Regions from separate parts of the Mus musculus genome. Here all the other regions are linked to region 3. The links are chromatin contacts, called in public Hi-C maps. All regions are on one chromosome and are shown on one strand. The core of a region is the stretch at or near the end of the contact, and the rest is flanking DNA. Distances in the headings are between cores, read along the strand shown. Region 1 has its middle 13 kb from the start of Gm34921. Region 2 overlaps Gm34983 (a long non-coding RNA gene). Region 3 has its middle 83 kb from the start of Gm34921.

Evidence for each region. A called contact is a pair of places that touch in the nucleus more often than the background predicts.
Region 1: a contact with region 3 is called in a Hi-C map of liver, with 2.6 times the contacts expected there. The contact joins two enhancer-like sites. A contact is called at or near these places in 5 of 39 promoter capture datasets (frontonasal cranial neural crest, liver, maxillary cranial neural crest and 1 more), 2 of 15 datasets of contacts at CTCF or cohesin (CD8 T cells and the NIH/3T3 cell line), 13 of 484 Hi-C or Micro-C datasets (cortical glia, embryonic fibroblasts, embryonic stem cells and 4 more) and 5 of 115 datasets of contacts at active chromatin or transcription factors (CD8 T cells, embryonic stem cells and hepatocytes).
Region 2: a contact with region 3 is called in a Hi-C map of liver, with 2.7 times the contacts expected there. The contact joins two enhancer-like sites. A contact is called at or near these places in 10 of 484 Hi-C or Micro-C datasets (effector CD8 T cells, embryonic stem cells, liver and 2 more), 6 of 115 datasets of contacts at active chromatin or transcription factors (CD8 T cells, bone marrow-derived macrophages, embryonic stem cells and 1 more) and 1 of 9 other capture datasets (adipose tissue).

The regions. Positions count from the first base shown.
Region 1 is chr10:99,281,862-99,286,076 of GRCm38.p6, reverse strand. No RefSeq gene overlaps it. Among named protein-coding and RNA genes, the nearest start is that of Gm34921, 13 kb to the right of the region's middle. Within about 2 kb of position 1,861, at least 71 of the 459 cell types and tissues checked have an H3K27ac peak or open chromatin away from gene starts, as enhancers often do. A contact at or near this core is called in CD8 T cells, hepatocytes and liver, where this site is marked.
Region 2 is chr10:99,465,853-99,470,280 of GRCm38.p6, reverse strand. The region is part of intron 1 of Gm34983 (a long non-coding RNA gene); the gene reads right to left. Among named protein-coding and RNA genes, the nearest start is that of Gm35035, 7.4 kb to the right of the region's middle. Within about 2 kb of position 2,555, at least 71 of the 459 cell types and tissues checked have an H3K27ac peak or open chromatin away from gene starts, as enhancers often do. A contact at or near this core is called in adipose tissue, bone marrow-derived macrophages and liver, where this site is marked.
Region 3 is chr10:99,352,108-99,356,520 of GRCm38.p6, reverse strand. No RefSeq gene overlaps it. Among named protein-coding and RNA genes, the nearest start is that of Gm34921, 83 kb to the right of the region's middle. Within about 2 kb of position 2,455, at least 74 of the 459 cell types and tissues checked have an H3K27ac peak or open chromatin away from gene starts, as enhancers often do. A contact at or near this core is called in CD8 T cells, adipose tissue, bone marrow-derived macrophages and 2 more, where this site is marked.

The DNA.
Region 1 (4,215 bases), core at 612-3,111, 70 kb after region 3:
GAGAGAAAGCAATGAAAAGCCTCACAGCAGATGTGGATACTCGCTGGTCTCTCACTTGGTGACCCCCATACATCTCCCAGGCGACATGAATGTTACTGGGCCCAATTAGCATTACCCTTTCACATAACATTCAAATTCCTGGACTTCCGAGGGCAGCCGGCCATGGCCATATAAGGGAGGAACGGAAAAGCACAGATAAGAGGAAAGGAATGGAGAAAGCAAAAGGTTACAGGGGGCGGGGGAAGGAGGGTTTTACATTCCCCCACACAAAGAACAAGATGTTGCCCCAAATTCTGTTTTCTGGAGGGAAAGAATTAACAAAAGAACTTCTACCAAGAGGCAGGCCATTCTCTGTGCCACTACGAGCATGTGTGGTGGGGTCTAGTTGCTATTACTATGGCTAATTTGTTTCTACTTACAGGGTATGTTGTTGTGTGGTTTTCTTCTCTTGTTCAGTTCATCTTTCACGGCCTCTGCCATTTTCACTATGCACAGTTAGTCATACCAAATCCACTTTATGCCCTAAAAACGTATCCCTGCCTTGACACAAAGCAGAGCTCTGTACATCAGGGCTCTTGCCTCCACCAAAATAGATTTCTACAATTCATTTTCATGCTGACAATGTGCATGCAAAGACAGGAAGGCACAGAAAATCAAATTGCTCAAGATTTTAAGTCAGGAAGAAGAATCATTTTAAGCACCCCCCATCCCTCTCCAGACCCCCACCCCCACCCCCACCCCCACTAACGTTTCTGGTAATTTAAAGGCTCCAGAAAACTTAAGCAGAACACTTCTCAAATAAAAATAAAAATGCTTTGACGTGTACCAACAAAGGGAGGGAGAAAGGGTGTCAAAAGTGGGCCGGCTGACAGCTCTCCTGACAAGGAAACCCTGAACCCTATTTTTAAACCTATCTGTGTAATTTAGGAGAGAAGTCACCATGTCTCCTGATAAAGCCTTTGGAGGCGGCTGGAGGATAAGTGTGCGGTTCTGAGAAAGGCAGCGCCGCCCACACTGAGAAGGCAGAGCCTCGCTCGAGCTTCTGTCTTTTAGCAGAACCAAAAAGAAAGAAAGAAAAGTGCATTTCCTGGGGGTGCGGCAGGAGGGGACAGGAAGATGGAAGCAACTACCAAAAGAAAAAAGACACAGAAGGCCCCAGATCTGAAAATGGGGTAAGCACCCACCCCCACCCCACCCCACCCCCACATCATTACTGATAACAAGTCAAAGACGAGCACCTCGAGGGGATTAGGTGAATGGCATGGAGAGAATTTGCTCATGACTCAAGGCCTATGGAGTACCGTTATTTCAAGTAACTCCATGGAGAGGTGGGACAGATAGGGGAGCTGCTTCGCCTCCGTGTAACAGTGAGGAGGAGCAGAAATAAGGAGGCGAGATGATTTGGTACAGGGATGAGGGCGGCCCTTAACTCCCAGCTGTTTGCAATGGAGCTGATGATGCTGTACCTTTTGAGTATTGCCATTAAATAACAGTGCCAAGTAAGCGTTCCTTAACACCACCATAGTGAAAGGCTTGTCCCGAGGTCCATGAGACCTTGAGTCTGTGAAGAAGGTAGCCACCAAACAAGGCACTAGACACAGTGTCTTGCGGGGGTGTGGAGAACAAAGAAATAAGTGGGCTTCCTGCCTCCTTCAGCTTCTGATTAGACTAATACCTGGTCTCGACTTGTAAGCTGACTATGACCAGTCTACGCTCCTCAACCCCCAACCCCCTCTACTGGCATGCACATTAGTGCGCGCATGCGCAAGAGCGCAAACACGCCCCAGGCTATAGCCAAGAGCACAGCAGCCAGCTCTGGATGGTTGACCCTGACACAGGCCCCAAAGGGCAATGATGTGACCGAATGAATGGAGTCTCTTATTAAAAATTAATTTCTGTCAAGCCAGATTACATGTGAACACAGCCTCTTTGTGATCGCCACCGTGATTTCTGGAAACAAACATAGGCCCTACTGTTGCCAAAAGCAAGGCCAGCTTAGGACAGTCTTGAGTCTTGATTGGCCAACACAGCAACAGGTTCCCCAAGGCTCACAAAGGCATTTGTCCCGTGGAGGACAGAGAGCTGCCTCTTCTATTTCTCCTCCTGCCCTGCACCCACTGCCTAGTTAGAGACTGCAAAGCTTGCTTCAGAGTGGTCTTGTCGCCTGAGAGCTTAAGCTTTCCCCTGAGAAGACAGAAGGATCATAGCATCATTGCCCTAAGTTCAGGGCTGACACTGGGGAAACAAAAGAGATAGCATGTGTAGCCCTTGAAATGCAGAAGGCAGGCCCTGCAAGGACAATTATTCTGTCTCCTACCACCCCACTCCTGGGCACCTTACCTGGGACATTAGCTTCTGTAAAGTTGCTCCTCAGTTTAGCCCATTAGACCCAGAGTGGTGTGAGCAGTTTAACGTGTTATTTTCTTGTGGCACAGGGTGGAAGGAAACAGAGATCTGGGATTAAAACACTGTCGAGCAAATGCACAGATCTCATGCATCCATAAATGCAATCTTTGATTTCTCCATTACATCTTTGACATCTTCTATCATGAGAGTAAGAAGGGAGAGTTAGGGGGGGCAGGGTGCAATTCTTGGTGTTGCTATACCTTAATATAGTGGCAGTATTGGTGAGTTTGATCTGGCATCCTTGATATAGCATCATATGATCTTTTGTGAATGGCGAGAACCTCAGCATTTGTAATTTGTGCTAACTCTTCTGGCTGAGAAGGAATAAGAAGGCCCAGTGTGTGTGCGTCCATCTAAAAGAAGGTAACCAGAGGGATTTGTGAATATAATCATAGTTGCGTAGAAATATATACATATCCTTGTTAGTTTTGAGAGTGAGGATAGAATTTGGGTAGAGTTGCCCACACCCATCATCACCTTAGCACTTGGGGAACTGAACCAAAAGGATTGCTGTGAGTTTGAGACTACCCTGCTACCCTGCATAATAGGCAGACTATTAAAATCTAGTGTGTGTGTGTGTGTGTGTGTATATATATACATATATATGTATATATATACACGTATATATACGTATATATATACGTATATATATACATATACATATATATACAAGGCTCAGAGATTATCATGGAAGAGATGCTTGAAGATTGTAGGAGCCAGAGGTAAGGAACAGCTGCTGCGAAACAGCGTTTCTCAGACACAATAGGGTCCACGTATAATACGTGAACTCACAGTGAGATGCAAAAGACCTCCATAAAAGCAAGCCAGCCAAAATTCTAGCATGAGCAGTAGAAGGCTCATGAAGTATGATTTCCCCTAACTGAGGAGCCATTGGCAACTGATGGCTGCCAGGGGAGAGACAGTTTTCTCCATATACCACCTAGTTTCCTGTGGTCCTATGCTGGTGTACATCCTGGCAGTACTAGGTGGACTGGGTGGGGATGTGGGAGGAACTGGAAGGAATAGAGTGTGGAAATGGAATATGGAAAACACATATTTGAGTATGAAATTATCAAACAATAAATAGAAAAATGGCATGAACTCTAACACCCACCAGGAATATATGGATATTTATTTATAGACCACTGTACCATATATTACAGAACGTATTTTTTTTTTTGAAAGCCCAAGACCTGGCCATCAAGATATGGCTAAGCCACAAAATAATTCTATTTTAAAATGTCAAAATTACACAGAGCATATGCATAAACCACAAGAAAGGTAAATTGGAAATCAATGATGAAATGTATATAGGATCTACTTCCAAATACTGGTAATATTGCATAAGACCTAGAAAAAAATTGTCAGAGAAATAAGAAGATATACTGAGCTGAATGATAATGCCAGAGGAGTCCCTGCTTTGCTCTGTGTTTCCATTGCTGCTGCTGAAGTACCATGGCCCAAAGCAAGTTGGGGCAAAAAGAGTTTATTTTACTTATACTTCCACATCACAATCCATCACAGAAGGAAGTCAGGGCAGGGACTTGAGACGGGAATCAAAGCAGAAGCTATGAAGGAGTGATGCTTATTGGCTCGCTCAACCTGCTTTTTTAAATACCACAGGACTACCTGCCCAGAGATGGAACCACCCACCAGGAGTTGGGATCTCCCACATCAAGTATCAGTCAAGAACACGCCCCACAGACATGCATACTGATCCATCCTATGGTAGCTTTTAAAAATTATTATGAGGATCCCTTCTTCCAAGGTGACCCTATCTGGTGTCTAGTTGAAAGAAAAACGAGCCAG
Region 2 (4,428 bases), core at 1,306-3,805, 110 kb before region 3:
GGTTGGCCACAGACTTAGAAATCTGCCTGCCTCTGCCTCCCGAGTGCTGGGATTAAAGGGGTGCACCACATCACCTGGCTCTGATAAGATTTCTTAATCCATTCTTCCTTAATATAAATAATAATAATAATACTAAAAGTCTACATCAAAGTTTGGATCCATGTGTAAAGAAAAGAACTTCCTGGACTGTTTCAGTTGTTTAGCTTTGCTTTGCTTTGTGGATCTGAGTATCAAACCCAGGGCCTCCTACATAGTAGATGAGCTCTGTATGTAGCCTCGCTACGACAACCCTAACCTTAACCAGGAAGTTTAGCACTGCTTGAGAGATCCTTGGTAAACCGAGCATCTTAGAGTACTATGACACAAGAACAAGCAGCACAAAGGAGACTGTCAATTCGATGTGGTCACGGGCATTTGATAAAATACCCATGGCTCTGTTCATTTTATATCTTCCACAGTTAGTTGTGAACTCAAATCAGTGGCCCATCTCCCCCACCCTCCATCAGGACCACCCACTGTGTCTGCTCCCCATCCAGGTCGCACAGGATACTTACACATATATGCTTACTGGAGACCAAACATGAGACCAGAGTTTGGGTCCCAGAAGCAAGGATTTCTTTGTGTGGGGAAGTGGATGGGTAACATTGGATATATATATATATATATATATATATATATATATATATATATATATATATATATATAGACCCTTGAATGTAGAGGGTTCCTCTAGTGGAAAAAAAAATGGTGAAATGACAAAGTTCACTTCCTCCTGCATCATTGTTATCTCTGAGAACATGGTGACATGAAGTAGGTTCCTGAAAGCAATACTTCTCAGTTACATTATTTTCCAATTGCTCCAAACAAGGAACATTGATGAGGTGAGCCAGAGACTGTAGCTGTCCAGCAGCCCTGGAGTACCGGGTACACCTGGAAGGAGAGCTGTGGATGGATTAGGATGGTGGAGGAGGGGAAATAAGGAGCCAAGACAAAGGTTCTCTGATCAAAGCACAAAGTTTAATTTTCAGCCCTGAGTTTATATAGGCAAAACCCAAAACCCCATCCCTTTGTTTCGACTGCATTGAGTTGCAAAGTAAGCTCAGTAGGCAGTCAGCTACTCAAGGCTCAGTCAGGAAGATGCAAATGTAGGCCAGGCCCCAGGTCCCTGGTTGTCAGTCTTAGATGGAGATTTGTTTAGCCAACTCAAGTTTGGGGGAAGGGCACGAGAGAAATTCTGGTCACAGCTTAAATCTTTGAGAATTGAGTTTGTATTTATAAGTAGTAGATTCAACTTCTCCCTTTCATGGAATAAGATACATACATCCCCATCTGTTTTTCATTACTTGGAAAAAGTCCAGGTTTTATCCTACAATTTGGCACAATAGTCCAGTTTGATCATAAAAGTCAACCCAGCACCAGTGTCAAGGAGACACTAGAGGATAGTAGGAGCTGTGACAAAGTCTATATGTAGTTCACAGCTCTTGGGAATGAGATGGAGGGTTACTCCATGAAATTTACAGGTCTAGCTGAACAGTTCTTCCTTTTACAACAGAGGTCAAAAAACATAGGGTGTTGTTGTTGTTGTTGTTTGTTGTTTTGGTTTTTTTATGATAATGTAAAAATAAATTGGAAAAGTTTTAAACATTGTAGATGTAAACAAAACCTATCTAGACAGCTATGACCTGTCTAGAAATGTCTGAGCCACTACTGAGAATTTACCTTGATAACTTGGTGGAAGTAGGAGGGAGACGGGGTGAATGAGTCAATCACACAATGTTATATAAGGTGGAGGAGAAGGTAGAACAGAGAAGTATATTAAAGTTCAGTTCTTCTAAAACTTGAGTTCATACGCTTTCTGGCTCCTCTTCAGGCTCTAATTATAAATTAATTGAGATCATTTAGAATTCTTATAATAACTTCACCTCTTCATGAAATCTAATATGGCAAACTTCATAAATATTACATTGTAGCTAAGATGATGTGGGTAGGCCTGAACTTCTCCAATTCCCCAGAATGTTACAAACACACTCTCATGGACTCAGATTTGGAGGTCAAGTCTGGTTGTATACTGGAGAGCAGGGCTTTTTAGAACTCTGGTAAATGTGGCAGATCATACTGAGTCTGTCTGGTCGACCCTAAGAATGTCCTGTTTCCTATCTCTGTACTGCTTGCTGTAGCTCTCCAGGTCTCACTTCCAGCATTCTGCATTTATAAATCCTCCGTGAATCTGACCTAAAAGAGCACACTTATAATCTTGTTTACACAACCCTAAATAAGTCAAAACTGCTACTTCTTAGTTGGTCCGGTAGTTGCCTATTGAAAGAGCAATTCAAATCAACATGAAGAGCCTCTCTTCTTCCCTGGTCCATTGTGTTGTAAAATCCAAAGAATCCCGAATCAGTAACTTTCTATGAAGCTCAACAACTAATATCCCTCCCTACTCTCAAAGCTGGGGAGAAAATAGTTTTTCTTTATCTTGACACTACATCCGTACAGTGGTGAAAGGGGAAAGGCTTTGGTCACTTGTATTGTGTAAGAAAGGAAGGAAGAAAAAGGGGCGAGGCAAATGGACACCAGAAAACAAAGTCAAAGCCCTCTGTTTCCTTGTTCCAGTGAAGCAGAAACACTGAGAGATGGAAGCCAAGTCCACATCCTCGCAGCAGAGACGTCAGCTTGCTGGTCCTGGGAGTCGGTGCTTTTACTTTTAGCATCCTGATGAGCCAGGCATTCGCTACAGAAATAAACCAAACGGGAGGCAACTGGTAGAATATTAGACTGTGTTTGGTCTGGCAGGAACTTCACACTTCCATCTCCTTCGTACCTCCTCTCTCATTTCCTAATCAAGTTAGGATTCGCTGAGATCAGAATTAAGTTTCTATTTCCTGAGCCAGTGAAAGCCAAGGGAGATGACTTAGCATTTGCTGGGCAAGGTGGTTATGACTTAACCAAGGAGAAGAAGGAAGGCAAAGAGGGACCTCAGGCACCCCAGATCTCAGCTAAACACATCTTCTGCAGTAGGAAAGAGCGAGAGACCCTGACCCAAAACTGTACCATCACCTCCATGACTCTAATTACGGGGAGAAGAAAATGGAAGACAGGATGATCTCCCAAACAGTGAGTCGCTAAATGTATGGTTCCTCAAGATGCTTTTTTGAGGAATGAGCCTGGGGTATATGGAACTCTGAAGAAAAAAAGGAGAGAGAGAGAGAGAGGGCACTCAGAAAGCATCATCAGAAGTTCTGAGGTGCACAGTATTACTAGTGACTACACAGGTGGCTCTAGCGCCCATCACTAACAGAAATCACCCAACTGTTCCCAGCCCCCAAATATGCATAAGCTAGTGCAGGCACAGTCTGGCTCTCTTATTTGTTTTCCCAGTGGGCTAGTCCTTGGACTTTGGCCTCTGCCTCTTCAGTAGCACACCATAGAGAAACTTCTGGGTCTGACTCCTACCAGGTAGACCTGTTTTATTTCCTGTCTATACAAATTCAGTACAACCCCCTTCACTTCCAACCCAATCATTAAAGATTGACTTCCCTCCAGCCATGACCTTCATCCCTGCCTCAAGTAAAGGAAAATACAACAGACATCAGTGGAGTGATGGAGTCCCATGTCAGATCCTGAGGACAGGAGACAAAACGAGATGAGAATTTTAATCCCAAGAAGCTTGGGGCAGATGAGAAGAGAACCACGAATTTATCCAAAATCCCCAGAGCTAATAAAAGGAAGAAGAAAGAAGAAGAAGAAGAAGAAGAAGAAGAAGAAGAAGAAGAAGAAGAGGAGGAGGAGGAGGAGGAGGAGGAGGAGGAGGAGGAGGAGGAGGAGGAGGAGGAGGAGGAGGAGGAGGAGGAGGAGGAGGAGGAAGAAGAAGAAGTTCCTCCCTTTTAACAGCATGTTAGGAAAGCAATTGGGAAGAAGCAACACCTGTTCTTGCAAGGGCTCTCTGCTTTGAGATGCCTTTCTATGCTGAAAATAATGCTATTCAAATAAATGATTCTCTATGTCAATAAAGACCTCAGAGGGCTTGGTGAGACACCTGTCCTTCCCTGGTAGACTATCATACCTATGTACTTAGAAAGAAAATTGCCTCTTTAGTTTATAAATAAATTGCTAATTTATTAGGCTATGTTTATATAGAATATGACTACAAATGGGGGTGGGATGGGGTTTAACAGCAGTAAGGTCAGTTGGAGCTAAATGAACCCCGGCTCATCAAAAACCAAAATGACAAAGCATACTAATAACAGGCTAAGCTTGAAACCTAGGTTGTCATTGGCTTTTACCACCTGCTTCGCTCTCCTAAATTCTGCTCCCTTTGAGAGCACCTGACTGTACCACGTAGAGATGATGACATACTGTCACGAAGACCTCTGGATTTGGGGTTTTACATTCCAACGGTACTTGAATTATTTCACTTCTATTCACACA
Region 3 (4,413 bases), core at 1,206-3,705:
AGAGTTCTTGTGTAAAGTAGAGGCTGTTACGATCTTTGGCTTCTAAATTAAATACAAATAGGCGTCATGGCAAAAGAAAACAGGGTTGCGTAGAGTCACAAATTTTCTTCGTGGTTGCAGTTGCAAAGGTTGAATGTCAGTTTGTTTAACAAAGGCCATGTGTCACCATGACGTGCCACTTTAGAAGGGCAATCAGAAACATAGAAGTTACTAGTTCTAATTTAGAATAATGAAAATCCTCTCCCAGATTTCAAAGGTGGGGATAAATGGCTGAATGTGGGTGTCTTCTTGAATAGAGACATGGGCAGCATTTCAAATATTATGACCATGAAAATTTAAAAAAAGAAGTGGGTAGAGATATCTCTGTTGTGGTATTATAGATTTTAATGAGAGAATACACGAATACATAGCAGGAAAGGATAATTTTAAAATAATACATTACTTATCTTAAAATAACTGAGAGATAGGATTTAGATGTATTTACCATAGATAAATGATACACATTAAAGGTGATAGATATATTAATAACCTGAGTTCAAATTCCCCCATATATATAGATGTGTCAAAACACCATACTTTATCATGCATATTTACAGGGCTTATATTAATAGAGAAGAAAATGGAAAGAGGATTTTCTACTGCAACAGAACAAATAGCAGCTAGATACTGGGGGTGGGGGGAGGTTCTAAGTATTTAGGAAGCATAGCTTATATGAGAACTAGGTTCCGTAAAAAACTCTCGATTTAGAAAGACTTAGGTTCTGGCAGGCACAAAAAGAGGTACTTATGGAATTCATAATTTTATTTAACATCGAAAGGAATGATCTAGAATGGCCACCTATAGTCTATAATTGTCCATATACAATACAATTTTTCAAAGTAAAAAAAGTAAAAATAAAAGGACGTGCCGGTTGACATAGTGCTGTCCTTCCATGAGCAGGCCTTGCTTATGCCGAGCTACAACCATAGGCATTGCACAAGAATGGCTTCTCTGACAGATCTGTGTGTGGTTTCCATGTCAAGTTGCTATTTAAACCCTGGCTCTCCACCTTTCATTGCAGGGCCTGGATCCAAACCCTTTATTAGTTAACCTGATAAAACTCTCAGCATGCAACTAACTTTTCCAGGGACCGAATCACTAAACATTTGCTCAGCCACTGTGCTACTATTTGGCTGTTTTGCCATCTCAAGGGATCTTGGCTTATGGACAATTTAGAGCTATGAGAAAGCTGTCTATTATCACTGGAATGCTGGCCTCATTGTCTTAATCCTGAAACTTCTTCATAACTCTGCAAACTCACAAAACCTATCAAATAAACCACATTTTTAACATAAAGGAATTATTTCTTACCCATTTGCCAGGAGCTAGGTTACAAATAACTCTCACACTACTATAGGATAGATTTAGTGATGCCTCAGAATTTCCAACGCCTTTAAAGAAAACGTAAAGAGGTTTCCAGAATCAGAAAGGTTCAGACGACTCTTTTTGTTTTGTTTTGCTGTTGGTGATGGTGAGGAGGTTGATGCTGCTGCTGCTGATTGTGATGATGTTCCTTAATTATAGATGGTCATTCCTCCACCCAGAAAATTCTCTATTCGTATAATAACAGTGACATTTTGAAAAGAAAGGGAATTTTGTTAGACTACTTTTATGTCTGTAGACTTTGTATTACGAGGTTATGGAAAGTTTTTATGTAAGGTTTATTTCCAAATAATAATAATAATAATAAGTCAATACTTTTCCCTATGTAAGGCATTGAAAATGTTAGCAATGATCTAATAGAAGGTCACCAAATTGCTGGTTTTAAAGAGCTTATATGAGTATGAAAAGAAAGATATATCAAAAAGCCTGCTTCAAGCATCTCATTGTTAGGTGGCTTAGTGCTATTGTATTTTTTATTGTACTTGTTGATTAAAGTAGATTACAAACAGCTGACCTTTCATCCAGTCCTTAGCAAAACACTGAGTGAGATTTTACTACATTGGGGCCTCTAGGTTCACAGGTCACAAACATAGAGAACACAAGTGATCTGACCTTGAAGGATCATAAAATAACAAAAAACAAACAAACAAAAAAAACCCGCTTTGTTTTACAAATGAAGAAATGAATGCCCAGAAAAAGGAAAGAAAATTTGAAACAAGTCTTTCCCGGGAGTCTCTTCCTACACCCTCTATTTCTAGCTGCACAGAAATGGCAAAGGCTGTCCATCCTTGTGTTCTTGGAAGGACTGGAAAGACATTTGAATGATAGACATTCCCAGAGGATGCACGGGTTGTTGGCTTTGAAACGGCATAATTGTTCCTCTTCAGAACGGAATGGCAACTTTTTGTTCATCTGCTGAACTTTAGTTACCACAAAAATAACCTGTTTCCGCATGTCTTTAACTCATGCCGGTTGACAACAGCAGATGACTCATTGAGCAATGAATTTCGGCAGCTTCCGGATTGCCTGGCAGATTTTTATGGTGGCCTTTTTTATAGGGTCAAAGATCAGCCTTGTGTAACCCACTGGGGCCATTACTGGGTTTAAACTCTCTGGCAATTGCACTTGCTACATCATTCATTTAATTGGTTCAAGAAAAATGCCAAGGAGACAAAAGTCAACAACTGCTTTCTCGGTGTGCCTCATCCCACGCAGAAGGAAAAAAAAAAACAATGAGGAGGGTCCGCGAAGGAGGGTACCCAGGTAGATGGGGGAGGGGGCAGAGAGAGCGTTACCAGTAAGACTGCATAGTCCCCAGAACACAAGGAACCTCTCCCTTTCACAGCCACTTGTCAAAGCCTGCCCGTGCACTTAAACAAAAAGCTATAAAATAGGATTATTTGCATCATAATGTTGTAGAAGCCAAATGTGTTGCTTTCCTGGGAAGAGAAAGGCAGGCAGGAAATCACGTGGGCAGGTATTCACGGGCCAAGGAGCCTCCACTTCTCCAGATTCCCGAACACTCCTTTCATGGCACACTGCACGTCATCCGAGACCTGAAACGGGTCTTCCAAAGACCTTTTATGATGGAGACACTAAATTCCTGGTTGTGTTTCACTCCATTCTGGAGCATTCTCGCTAAACATACTGGCGTAACATCTTTTTCTCTTCAGTAAAACAAACAAACAAACAGTTGTCATAGAGGAAGATCCTGCCATCCTCCGTTATGTAAATTAATGCCTGGTCGGAAATACAAATCTTTTTTAGGCTGGGCTTACAAAGGATACCCGTTTCATTTCTTTTTATAATGCTTTAAAGTTGCCCCCCATGATGATTACCTTTTGAATTTTTTCTTCTTGACAACGATTATGGGGTCTGTCAAAGGAAAACAAAAGCAACAAGATAAGATCAATGGTGAAATCAGTCGAGAGAGTTTCAGGTCTCTGAAAAAATTTGTTCTCTTCCCCAACATCAGGCAGAATAAATCCACTGTCCAGTTCTTTACGTAGCTTGATGCAGTCAAAACGATGCAGAGCATCCTGGATGGGTAGGGATGCTCTGTCCAAACACGGGGTCAAAGGAATCCTTCTTAAAGGGTCCTTAGAAGGTCTGTAAGTAAAGTTTCACTTTTCATTTAAAGAAAGCATGAAGTTAAAACTACAGGGTTAAGGCAAATGTCTACCAAATCACAGGCTAAGAATATCTACAGTCACTCTCCTGGTAAAAGAATTTCTTTTACTTTATTTTTTAATTTCGTTTTTATTTTTAGATTTATGTATGTGCTGATTAACAACCTTTCTAACCCTAAAAGATGAAAAAAAAAAAAAAAAAAAGAAGAAGTATTCTCTTCCAGGTAACTACAACATGTATGAAACCAGAAGGGGGTGAACCATATGATCAATTTAAAATGTAAGAACAGGAGGGTGTTAGGTATTTATAGAATTTAAGATGGTCCCAATTAAATGTATTATTGAGTCATTTATTGGGCAGGGGAAGGAAGACAGCTTTGTGAAAAGATTATGTTTCCTTTGGGTTTATATTTTTAAAAATCACAAAAAAATGCAAATTAAACTAGATTATCCAGACTGCTAAACTGAACCTACCATTGTTGGACCCCTGAAGGGAGACCCTCACTCAAGTCTCAGGGATCGTGAGCCCAGAAAGCCACAACAGTCAAGCTTGCTGCAAACACAAGATGTTTTAATGGCACACAAACCAGCATGCTGAGGTCGAGACCCATACACCATGCAGGGGTAGAGGAGTCTGACCCCAACCCTATTTTCCAGCAGGCTTATAAAGTCAAAAACCATAACCTAGAGGGAGGATCAGAGAGGAAATAGGGGAAGTCTAGGAGCAGATATTTACTTCAAGGCACCTGGGACATTGAAACATTTTGTGGTTGTTTTTCCCAAAAGTTCCGGGGGAATTAGGCCATCTGGCCGGGGGCGGGGGGCCGGGGCCCATGTTCTCAGTCAGTATATTTTTATTCTT